Linked DNA regions of Macaca mulatta: region 1 is linked to region 2. The links are chromatin contacts, called in public Hi-C maps. All regions are on one chromosome and are shown on one strand. Each heading gives the region's core, a stretch centred on a gene start, on an enhancer-like site or on the middle of the called end of the contact. The rest is flanking DNA. Distances are from core to core; before and after follow the strand shown.

The links. Hi-C and Micro-C count contacts between places; a contact is called where the count stands out from the background.
Region 1: a contact with region 2 is called in a Hi-C map of fetal cortical plate, with 3 times the contacts expected there. The contact joins the promoter of FZD8 here to the promoter of CREM in region 2. A contact is called at or near these places in 2 of 14 Hi-C or Micro-C datasets (fetal cortical plate and liver).

Annotation. Positions count from the first base shown.
Region 1 is chr9:37,044,087-37,050,031 of T2T-MMU8v2.0, reverse strand. It overlaps FZD8 (frizzled class receptor 8), which reads left to right and starts at 2,722. Exons shown (of 1, transcript XM_015146845.3): 1 at 2,722-5,945. The coding sequence starts at 3,581. The coding sequence ends at 5,662.
Region 2 is chr9:36,531,328-36,537,252 of T2T-MMU8v2.0, reverse strand. It overlaps CREM (cAMP responsive element modulator), which reads right to left and starts at 1,251. Exons shown (of 4, transcript XM_077946243.1): 1 at 1,147-1,251.

The sequences.
Region 1 (5,945 bases), core at 1,473-3,972, 510 kb before region 2:
TATACTTACCCAAAATTGCCACATTCCACATCATCAAACCTTTCATCTTGTCTCAAAAGAAAAAAGAAAAAAATTTAAAGCCAATTAAGAGCCAAAATCAACCATTTTCAGCTTCAATTTTCAAATGTCAGTTTGTTTTTACCCAATTCTAGCAAATTTATGTAGTGTAATTCTAAACTTCACTATTTGACATTTCCCCGTGGAAGAAAAGCAACAGAAACTTTTCACCATCTGTGTTGCTCTTGGAAACCAGCCCCTCCCATCTGTGGTGCGGGCAGTGCAGCACCCTTGCTGGTCTTTGGGGCTCTGCCTGCACTGCTGCGCTCAGATCAGCACTGGAACCTCCCGCAATTACCTGCAGCTGATGCGCTCTGGAGACTCGCCCTCTGGAAACAAGGTGCCAACGGCAGAGATAGCGACTTTCTACATTCACCATACAAGTGGGAATTCAGATTTGCAGGAGGTGGGAAAGGAAAAAAAATTTGTAATCAAGTAAAGGTCTAGTCTGCATTTTTGAATAGCCCGTTTTCTGCTGAATCAGAAATATTTCTGAAGCCTTTGAATTCCTAATTCCTACGGACTTTAGTTTTTCCAAAACAAAAGTGGGAAGGAAGTGTTGCTTTTCAGTATAAAGAGGTTCAACTAGACCAAAACTAAAAAAAATAAAAAAATAGTGGGGTATAACTAAAGATTGGTGGATATGTCTAGAACACAGAACTTGCCAAAAACGGGGCGCTGGGGCAGGGTGCGGTCTGACAGTCTACTTGTAACATGTTTCATAATGAGGTTGCTAACTGAGCTACAGAAAGCAAGAGGAGAAAGACATAGATGCCATCAGCTCAAGCAATCTACAAATACTGCTGGTTATTTTTGTTTTATGACAAGAGTTGTTTCTGAACGGACAACCACCAACTACCACCACCACCAGCAGCGCCCCGAAAACCGGAACTGGCCTCAAATGTGCCTTTAATTGTTTTGCTCTGTCCCCACGCCCTCTGCAACTTTTGTTCTCCAACTGTACTTGTTCCGGTGTGAAACCTGGCAAATAGCAAAAATCTTGAAACAAGAACAGAGTGAGAGAACGGAGAGAAAAGGGAGGGAGGAAAGGAGAGAGAGAAGGGGAAGGGGAGAAGGGAGGAGGGAGAGAAAGAGGTGGGAGAGGGAGGGGGAGAGAGAGAGAGAGAAGAGGTGGGGAGAGAGAGAGGGAAGAAGACAGAAGAGAGGGAGGGAGGAAGAGGGAGACGGAGATGGGGAGAAGGGAGGAGGGAGGGAGGGAGGTGGTGGTGGGGGGGGAGAGAGAGAGAGAGAGAGAGAGAGAGAGAGAGAGAGAGAGAGAGAGAGAGAGAAACATATTCTACCACCCTCCTGGCTAACTGAAATGCTTGTTCCCGAGATTACAGTAATTACTGCCCCAGCATGAGTTCCATACAAGCGCTAAATGAAACAGCACATCAATTAAAAAATAAACACTCCATTCCAGGAGAAAGACAGCCCCCTGGGACGCCCTAACAAGCGTAAATGAACCTGCCAGGCCGCCGGCCCGGGCCGCCCGCAGCCCCCCTCCCGGTCGGTCTTAAGGTGGCTGCGGAGCCGGCGGGGACCGTGTTCGCTGGCGGTGGCCCAAGCGGCTGCTAAAAGCAGCCCGGGTCCGGCTCCGGCCTCGTGCAGAGCGCAGATACGTGTCCCGGAGTCCGCGCCAGAGCGCAGCGCCGCCTCCCACCAGAGAAAAGGAGGCTCTGGCAAAAGCCTGTGAACTTGGGATGGATGAATAGACGTCCTGAAAGAACCAAGCGAAGGCAGGGAATCCAGCCCCAGAGTTTCCAGTCTGTCCTATTTATAAGTTTCGGGGTTTGTTTTGATTTTTAAAAAGAAATAGAATGTTTTTTCCTAAGAAAGCACGGCGTCCCGGGGCTTTCTATATTTTATCTCACCTAATTATCAAAGCCCCCTTAGAGATCTGTGCTATGATCACCCAACTCTCGAGGTGGGGAAACTGAGGCTCCCCCGGGTCACGCAGCGGAGGCGGGAGAAAAGTCTCAGGCGGGCATTTGTCCCCCGCGCCCCTCGCGCGCCCAAGGCTGGGCTCCGGGGCATCTCACCTGGGCCGTCCTGGGTCCAGCTCCAGTTTAGAATGACTCCACTCCTCCCCCCCCAACCCCCACATCTCCAAGCCTCAGAAACCATCGTTCTGAGAACCCCAAGGAGGACACCCGTTCCCGGGTCTTCTGCAGCGCCAAGCCCCGGCAGACCGCCCCGGCAGACCGCCCCGGCAGGCCTCCCCTGCACTCGCCTGCTGCGGGACCTCCGCGCCGCCCGGAGGAGTGCGAGACCCCCGCCGCCCGCAGATCACCCGCATTCGCGGAGGGTGGCAGCAGGGGCCTGGCTGGTTTGAAACGCGGCGAAGAGGCGTGCGCTACACCAAACCCCGTCCCTGTCCCCAAGGGCAGACTCGGGGAAAGGGCACCAAGACCTCAGACGCACTCAGCGCCATGGGGACAGCCGTGGCCAACACTCTGTCTCTGCGGCCAATCCCAAGGTTACCAAAACTCTCCATCCGCAGAGAACGCGCACAGCGGTGCGGACACTCGGGGACTGCCTTAAGGAAGGCTGAGCCCTGGGAGCGCGTGGACTCCGCCCCGCCGCCCGGCGATTGGCTCGCGGGGCTGGGGGCGGAGACCGAGTCCGCGCTGTATAAATATTCATGAGCCGGCCGCGCGGCTTGAGCGGGGCTGGAGCCGGGAAGTTGGGCGAAGGGCGCTGCTCCCGCCGAGGAGGAGGAGGAGGCGGCGGCGGCGGCTGGGCGCGGGCCGCGCCACTCAGGTGTCCGCTCCGCCTTCCGGTCTGGATTTGCTCCTGGGTGTCCAGCAGGAAGGAGACTGCGTGCGCCTCGCCCGACTGCGGACGGAGCGCGGCGCTGACTTTTCCTGGTGGCGGGGGTCCGTCTGTCCAGGGGGCTGACGGACGAAGGACGGACGCCGGAGAAAGAGGGCGGCGGCCTGGGCCGAGGCGGGTCCCCAACTCCGGCGGCGGCGGTGGCGCGGCCTTGGGGGCGGGCATGAGCCCCCGGGGGCTAAGCGGTGGCCTCCAGGGCTGACCCGGCGCGGCGAACGGCCGGGCCCAGCCATCTTGACTGCGCACCGCGGCCCGAGAGGAAACTTGCAGCGCCGCCGCCCTCTGTGCCCGGCGGAGTCACCGCCGCCCAGCGCGGCGGGGAGAAGTGGTCGGGCGCGCGGAGAGGAGGCGAGCGAGCGCGGGACGATGAGCCGAAGCCCGGACGCTCTGCGCCGCGAGGGCTGAGCGCGACCTGGGGCGAGCAGAGAGGACCTTCGGACTGTGGCGCGCGCCTGCGACCGCCTTCAAATCCCAGGAGCGGCGGAAAGGAGTGCGGAAGGGCCCTGCCGAGGCTGCGACGCGCCCCTACGAGGGGCTAGATTATCAGCAGACTCCTCTCCCGGGCGAGGCATAAGGGAGATCCCAGATCACCGGCTTTCCCCGTCTCCGGCTCTCTCGTGCCCCCTCCCCTCCGGCACCCTTCTGAGCGCCGCCTGGAGGGCGAGGGCACCGGGCCGAGGCGCACAGCATGGAGTGGGGTTACCTGTTGGAAGTGACCTCGCTGCTGGCCGCCTTAGCGCTGCTGCAGCGCTCTAGCGGCGCGGCGGCCGCCTCGGCCAAGGAGCTGGCGTGCCAAGAGATCACCGTGCCGCTGTGTAAGGGCATCGGCTACAACTACACCTACATGCCCAACCAGTTCAACCACGACACGCAGGACGAGGCGGGCCTGGAGGTGCACCAGTTCTGGCCGCTGGTGGAGATCCAGTGCTCGCCCGACCTCAAGTTCTTCCTGTGCAGCATGTACACGCCCATCTGCCTGGAGGACTACAAGAAGCCGCTGCCGCCCTGCCGCTCGGTGTGCGAGCGCGCCAAGGCCGGCTGCGCGCCGCTCATGCGTCAGTACGGCTTCGCCTGGCCCGACCGCATGCGCTGCGACCGGCTGCCCGAACAGGGCAACCCTGACACGCTGTGCATGGACTACAACCGCACCGACCTCACCACCGCCGCGCCCAGCCCCCCGCGCCGCCTGCCGCCGCCGCCGCCCGGCGAGCAGCCGCCCTCGGGCAGCGGCCACGGCCGCCCGCCGGGGGCCAGGCCCCCGCACCGCGGCGGCGGCAGGGGCGGTGGCGGCGGGGACGCGGCGGCGCCCCCAGCTCGCGGTGGCGGCGGTGGCGGGAAGGCGCGGCCCCCTGGCGGCGGCGCGGCTCCCTGCGAGCCCGGGTGCCAATGCCGCGCGCCCATGGTGAGCGTGTCCAGCGAGCGCCACCCGCTCTACAACCGCGTCAAGACAGGCCAGATCGCCAACTGCGCGCTGCCCTGCCACAACCCCTTCTTCAGCCAGGACGAGCGCGCCTTCACGGTCTTCTGGATCGGCCTGTGGTCGGTGCTCTGCTTCGTGTCCACCTTCGCCACCGTCTCCACCTTCCTCATTGACATGGAGCGCTTCAAGTACCCAGAGCGGCCCATCATCTTTCTCTCGGCCTGCTACCTCTTCGTGTCAGTGGGCTACCTAGTGCGCCTGGTGGCGGGCCACGAGAAGGTGGCGTGCAGCGGCGGCGCGCCGGGCGCGGGGGGCGCGGGGGGCGCGGGCGGCGCGGCGGCGGGCGCGGGCGCGGCGGGCGCGGGCGCGGGCGGCCCGGGCGGGCGCGGCGAGTACGAGGAGCTGGGCGCGGTGGAGCAGCACGTGCGCTATGAGACCACCGGCCCCGCGCTGTGCACCGTGGTCTTCTTGCTAGTCTACTTCTTCGGCATGGCCAGTTCCATCTGGTGGGTGATCTTGTCGCTCACGTGGTTTCTGGCGGCCGGCATGAAGTGGGGCAACGAAGCCATCGCCGGCTACTCGCAGTACTTTCACCTGGCCGCATGGCTCGTGCCCAGCGTTAAGTCCATAGCGGTGCTGGCGCTCAGCTCGGTGGACGGCGACCCAGTGGCGGGCATCTGCTACGTGGGCAACCAGAGCCTGGACAATCTGCGCGGCTTCGTGCTGGCGCCGCTGGTCATCTACCTCTTCATTGGCACCATGTTCCTGCTGGCCGGCTTCGTGTCGCTCTTCCGCATCCGCTCAGTCATCAAGCAGCAGGACGGCCCCACCAAGACGCACAAGCTGGAGAAGCTGATGATCCGCCTGGGCCTGTTCACCGTGCTCTACACCGTGCCCGCGGCAGTGGTGGTCGCCTGCCTTTTCTACGAGCAGCACAACCGCCCGCGCTGGGAGGCCACGCACAACTGCCCGTGCCTGCGGGACCTACAGCCTGACCAGGCGCGCAGGCCCGACTACGCCGTCTTCATGCTCAAGTACTTCATGTGCCTAGTGGTGGGCATCACCTCGGGCGTGTGGGTCTGGTCCGGCAAGACGCTGGAGTCCTGGCGCTCCCTGTGCACCCGCTGCTGCTGGGCCAGTAAGGGCGCCGCAGTGGGCGGGGGCGCGGGCGCCACGGCCGCTGGGGGCGGCGGCGGGCCGGGGGGCGGTGGCGGCGGGGGGCCCGGCGGCGGGGGACCAGGCGGTGGCGCGGGCTCTCTCTACAGCGACGTCAGCACCGGCCTGACGTGGCGGTCGGGCACGGCCAGCTCCGTGTCTTATCCAAAGCAGATGCCATTGTCCCAGGTCTGAGCGGAGGGGAGGCGGCGCCCAGGAGGGGTGGGGAGGGGGGCGAGGAGACCAAGTGCAGCGAAGGGACACTTGATGGGCTGAGGTTCCCACCCCTTCACAGTGTTGATTGCTATTAGCATGATAATGAACTCTTAATGGTATCCATTAGCTGGGACTTAAATGACTCACTTAGAACAAAGTACCTGGCATTGAAGCCTCCCAGACCCAGCCCCTATTCCTCCATTGATGTGCGGGGAGCTCCTCCCGCCACGAGTTAATTTCTGTTGGCTGAGGAGGGTGGACT
Region 2 (5,925 bases), core at 2-2,501:
ACCACACTGTTAAACGGGCTCTTTCAGTTTCAATGACACTTTGAGACTGGCCTTGTAAGTCACAATTTCTTAAAATGTGATTACAAACTGACAGCTGCTTCACTGAGCAGCATGCAGAAAACCCCTAAGTGATTTCAAACTCAGGTATCTGATATACAAATAAAACGCAACAGGATTAAGAAACATGTTGAGGCTGGGCGCGGTGGCTCACGCCTGTAATCCCAGCACTTTGGGAGGCCGAGGTGGGTGGAAAGTCAGGAGTTCGAGACCAGCCTGACCAACATGGTAAAAGCCCCAGCTCTACTAAAAATACAAAAATTAGCCAGGCGTGGTGCCGCATGCCTGTAATCCCAGCTACTCGGAAGGCTGAAGCAAGAGAATCGCTCGAACCCAGCAGGCAGACGCTGCAGTGAGCTGAGATCATGCCGCTCGCTGCATTCCAGCCTGGGTAACAGAGCAAAACTGTCTCAAAAAAAAAAAAAAAGAAGCATGTTTAATAATGTGTTTATTCCCCAAATTCAGCAGGCTCTGGAAACCTTACCAGATGGCCCTAAAAAGGTAAGACTCAGACAGAAGGGAAAATGCGCCATTCGAGAGCGGTCGCGGCTCTGCCCTTCCCTCTCCTGAGATTGCCCGCGCCCGGGACCGAATGACTCAGCTACGAGGCCCTCCGGCCGGGTTTTGGGAAAAACGGGCTGCGTTCGCTGAAGTTTGAACTGAGCTCGCAAAGTGGGGCAGAGGCGCTGTGGGCACTGAAATCCGAAGTCCTTACTTCTGGCTTCCTTTTCCTTTTCCGAGTTAAACCGCTCCCCTGAGCCGCAAGGCTCTCTCAGGGCGGATTTTCCAACTCGTCCCAAGTTCGCGAGGAGGCAGGCGGGTCCCGGGGCAGCTGAGCTGACCAAGCGGGCGTGGGCCGAGAAGGCAGCGGCCACGGGGGCGCCAAGCGAGGGGCCGCGTCAGGTGAACTCGCGGCTTCCCCGCCAAACCTCCGCCCGGCTCCGGGGTCCCGGCCCGCCACCCACGGCTCCGCTCGGCCTCCGCTGCTCCACCGCCCCCGGCTCCGCTCCGCCTCCTGCCTCCACCTCCGCCTCCTGCGCCGCGTCGCCGGCTGCTGGGTCTCGGGGCCGGGGCTGGCGCACCACTTACCCGCCGCAAAGGGATTTACGTAGCGGACCTCGTCACTGATTACGGACGCGAGGAGGTGGAGACGGCGAGCCCGACCGCCGCTCAGCAGCGGCGCCGCCGCCCAGCAACCCGGCGCCGGCAGCGGCCCCACGTAGTCCCCACGTCAGCTCTGATGCGGTAGCCGCGGCCTCCCTGCCGACCCCGGACCAAAAGTAGCGCTGCAGCCGACGGAACCGCGTCCTCCCGCCCCGCCCTCCCCTCCCCCACGCCGGGACGGCCTCCCGGGGGACGCCCCGAGGAAAAAATCCAGGCTCGAACTCCGCCCCCTGCCGGCCGCCAGCAGGAGTGAGGCGCCACAATCCAACAATGAAATGGAACGGGGGAGGGGCGGCGGGAAGGAGCGGATCAGGGGGCGGGGCCTAGGGGTGGGGAGAAGTAAGGTCAGGGGGCGGGGCCAAGAGGAGGAACTAGCCTGGAGGTGGGGCGGAAGGTAGGGGCCGGGGGAAGGCTGGAAATCGAAAGCTGGCCTTGCCGCGCCGCGCCGCGCGTGCGCCGGAAGTCCAATGATTTGTCAGCCAGAGTAACGGCTGTCGCCAGGTCCTCAGGGTCTCGAGGTTAGTTTCTTCCTAAAGCCGCCAACCCCAAGCCAAGATCCGCGAGCGTCTCACCTCTATCCAGGCCGGACTGCAGTGGTGTGATCTCGGCTCTGCAACGTCTATCTCCCCAGGCTCAAGTGATCCTCCCGCCTCAGCCTCCTGAGTAGCTGGGACTACGGGCGTGCTTCTTCTGACTTTTAAAAGCTGTCTACATGCCTTAACTAGAGGCCCTTTTCCTCTGTCTTCACAGCCAGTCACAGCTGGTTGAGTCCTTCTCCAAAGGAAGCTTGAGCTCCTGAGACAATTCACCTGCTTCTTAGGGTCGTTTCTTGCAGTTTATCCCAGTGTTTGGCTGGAAATGCTCCGCATGCCGGGCGCGCTGGCTCAGGCCTGTAATCCCAACACTTCGGGAGGCCAAGGTGGGAGGATCGCTTGAGCCCAGGAGACCAGCCTAGGGAACACAGTGAGACCCCATCTCTCTTTTTTTTTTTTTAAGATTAGAAAGGTCGGCCTGGGGCTCACGCCTGTAATCCCAGCATTTTGGGAGGCAGACATGGGCAGATCACTTGAGGTCAGGAGCAGCCTGGCCAACATGGTGAAACCCCATCTCTACTAAAAATACAAAAATTAGCCGGGAGTGGTGGCAGACACCTGTAGTCCCAGCTGCTTGGGAGGCTAAGGCAAGAGAATCGCTTGAACCTGGGAGGTCAAGGCTGCAGTGAGCTGAGAGATCGTTCCACTGCACTCCAGCCTGGGTGACAGAGCAAGGCTCCATCTCAAAAAAAAAAAAAAAATTAATGAGATGTCAGGAATAAAGAATAGCAGCATGGTTATAGAGTACAGTAGGTCATCACTTAACGATAGGTTCTTAGAAACCATGATTTTTAGCCTAACAACTTACAGCAGGTCCACAAAAAAACATTTCATTCAATGTTGTCTTCATTTCATTATAATATTGATGACAAAAATCGGTTTCATTGTACATTGTTTAACTGAAAACGAGTTTCTAAGAAGCTATTGACAATGTTAAGTGAGGATTTATTGTATTCTTTCATATCAGTTACTGTAGTGTCAGTGTTTTCATAATTTTCACTGAGCAGGACCTAATCTAAATCCAATCTGAACCTTTGTTCAAATCTAATTTTCATAGGTCAAAGGGAATTGTGTCCACAACAATTGTCTGTGTAACAGAAGTTCATATGAATCAAAAAAAATCAAAGGAACGGCAATTTCTTATTTGCAAAGTATTTTCTCTACTGTTTCCTTTCTTGTCAGTATTTTACTCCCATATGTATGTAGTCTTAATTATAAAATTCAGAAAGCACAAACCATATTTTTTTGTTCATCTGGTTTTTTTACAAAGATCAGTACTAGAGGTGAGATACACATACTTATAAGCCCATCAGTTCATGGCCTCTGCTATCCCCTTGACATAAGATGTAATAGACTTAAAAAACCATGCAGTTGGATCTGGGTTTAAATGTATGCTTGTTAGCTGTGGGCAAGTTTCATATCCTCTTAAGGGAAGCATAAGATTTTAAAATGGGAAGAAAAATAGTACCTACCTGTTAGGGTTATTATAGATTTTAAAAAAACATCTGCCATAAGATAAGTACTTAAAAACCTAGTCATGTTTGTGTTAGTCCAGTGTCTAGCTTTTGGGGCTCCTCACCTAGGTGACAGTTAATTCTCTGGTGGGGAGGGACAAGTAGGTCACCTACTTTTCTGAGAAAATACAGGCTGTCAGTCACACCCTTATCCTCCCTCCTCACTTCAAAATAACTTCAACTTTCCCTCCCTTTCTGGGTCGGGAGGAGCGCCTCTTTTCCTTTCCAAATCCAACTGTAAGTTAGATGTCATTTCTTTCCCATATCAGATCTTGCTGAATTACCACGAGTATACCTGCAGCTTTTTTCGTCCTCTTGGCTCCTTCATTCCCTACAAATGTGTATCTTGCCTCTTGAAAACTGTTGGCACTGCTAACCCTATAAGGAAGGCCACAGAGTTGCCAATTCCAGGTTGTACATTTACATTTCATTTTTTGCCCATTTGCTTACTGCTCCATCCCTTGCCATCCCCTCACCATCAGATTTCTCAAGAGAGGAAGGCAAGGCAGGGGCTGTATTCACTTCCTCACCACCCACTCGTTTGTTATTTCCTGCCAAATTTTTGCTCTCTTCCCTCTCTTTTTTTTTTTTTTTTTTTTTTGAGACGGGGAGTCTCGCTGTGTCACCCAGGCTGGAGTGCAGTGGCGCGATCTCGGCTCACTGCAAGCTCCGCCTCCCGGGTTTACGCCATTCTCCTGCCTCAGCCTCCTGAGTAGCTGGGACTACAGGCGCCCGCCACCACGCCCGGCTAGTTTTTTGTATTTTTAGTAGAGACGGGGTTTCACCATGTTAGCCAGGATGGTCTCGATCTCCTGACTTCGTGATCCACCCGCCTCGGCCTCCCAAAGTACTGGGATTACAGGCTTGAGCCACCGCGCCCGGCCCTCTCTTTTTTTTTTAACTTAATTTTTATTTTTATATGTAGACATGGGGCCTCATTCTTGCCCAGGCTAGTCGGGAACTCCTGGGCTTAAGCAATCCTTCCACTTTGGCCTCTGAAAGTGCTGGGATTATAGGCATGAGCCATTGCACTTGGAATGATTACTAAATCTGTCCCCTTTCTGATTACTAAATCTGATGACTTTTTCTCATTTTTCATTCTACTTGACCTATTTTCCTCATCTGATAGTACCAATGACTGCTGCCTTCTTTTTTAAATGTATTTACTTAGAGGCAGAGTCTCGCTCTGTCACCCAGGTTAGAGTGCAGTGGTGCAATCATAGCTCATTCAGCTTCAAATTCCTGGTCTAAAGCGATCCTCCCATCTCAGCTTCCCGAAGTGTTCGGATTACAGGCATAAGCCTGCCGCCTTCTTAATATAGTCTCCCTCCTGAATTTTCATGATACTTGGCTCTCATGGTTTCACTCATCTTTGTCTCCCTAGTGTAGACAGTTACTAATTTTCTGTCCTTGGACATCATCTTCTATACTGTCCTCAAACAGTATTTTCCTTAGTTATCTAATCATACCCATTTTTTTGAAAGATAATTCTAGCATTTATACCCAAACCTTCCAAATTCATTCATTAGCACCAGATCACATTTTCGAACACCTAACAGTTCTCACTTCCGTGGCCCATGAGCGTTTCCAACCCATAGGTTCAAAACTACATGTCTCGTCTTCTTCCCCTTTCATACCTGAATCTTGATTTTTTATTGTTGTTTTGGCAATGTTAATGGCACTTTTCAGCTCCTTGTCATCCTGCCTCTACACCTTGAAATCATTTTGGTCGTTCGTCTACTCATGTCATTCAGGAGCCACATAGAAAATATTTTGAAGTGCCTGCTATGTTCCAGGCCCTGTGCTAAATGCTAAGTGTTGTTGCTTTTGCCTGTAGAAACTTGCACCCATCCCTTTTTTTTTATTCCCACTATTACCTGTCTGGTACTTCCAGTATAGTTCATCCTAAGCATTTCTGTTTGATTCATTTTCCTTAGATATAGCTCTGGTAATATGATTTCTCTTCTTAAAAAATCTACAGTGACTAGGAGGGACTGAAACTTAAGGAACAGAAGTGAAAGGAGATTGTGAATTATCTTTGGTGGCCTCTTGAATTGTGTACTGCAAGAGTGCTTTACATATTTTAAAAATAAATGACATTTTAATTGAAGCAAAAACTCCAGTGAGATGTTATTAGCTAACAGAGTACAACTAAGTTTGGCATGAAGTCATTTGTTTTGTTTTGTTTTTTGTATGTTTTGTTTATTTGTAGATAGGATCTTACTCTGTCACCCTGGCTGGAGTGCAGTGGTGCTGTCACAGCTCACTGCAGTCTTGACCTCCCAGGCTCAAGCCATCCTCCCACCTCAGCCTCCTGAGTAGCTAGGACTATAGGTGTGCACCATCATGCCTGTCTAATTTTATTTTTTTTTGTATAGGTGGCTTCTCTAAAATGGGGATATTGGCCAGGCACGGTGGCCCACGCCTATAATTCTAGCACATTGGGAGGCCAAGGCAAGCAGATCACTTGAGGCGAGGAGTTTGAGAACAAACAGACTGGCCAATATGGCAAAACCCCATCTCTACTAAAAATACAAAAATTAACCAGGCATGATGGAGCATGCCTGTTATCCCAGCTACTTAGGAGCCCGAGGCAT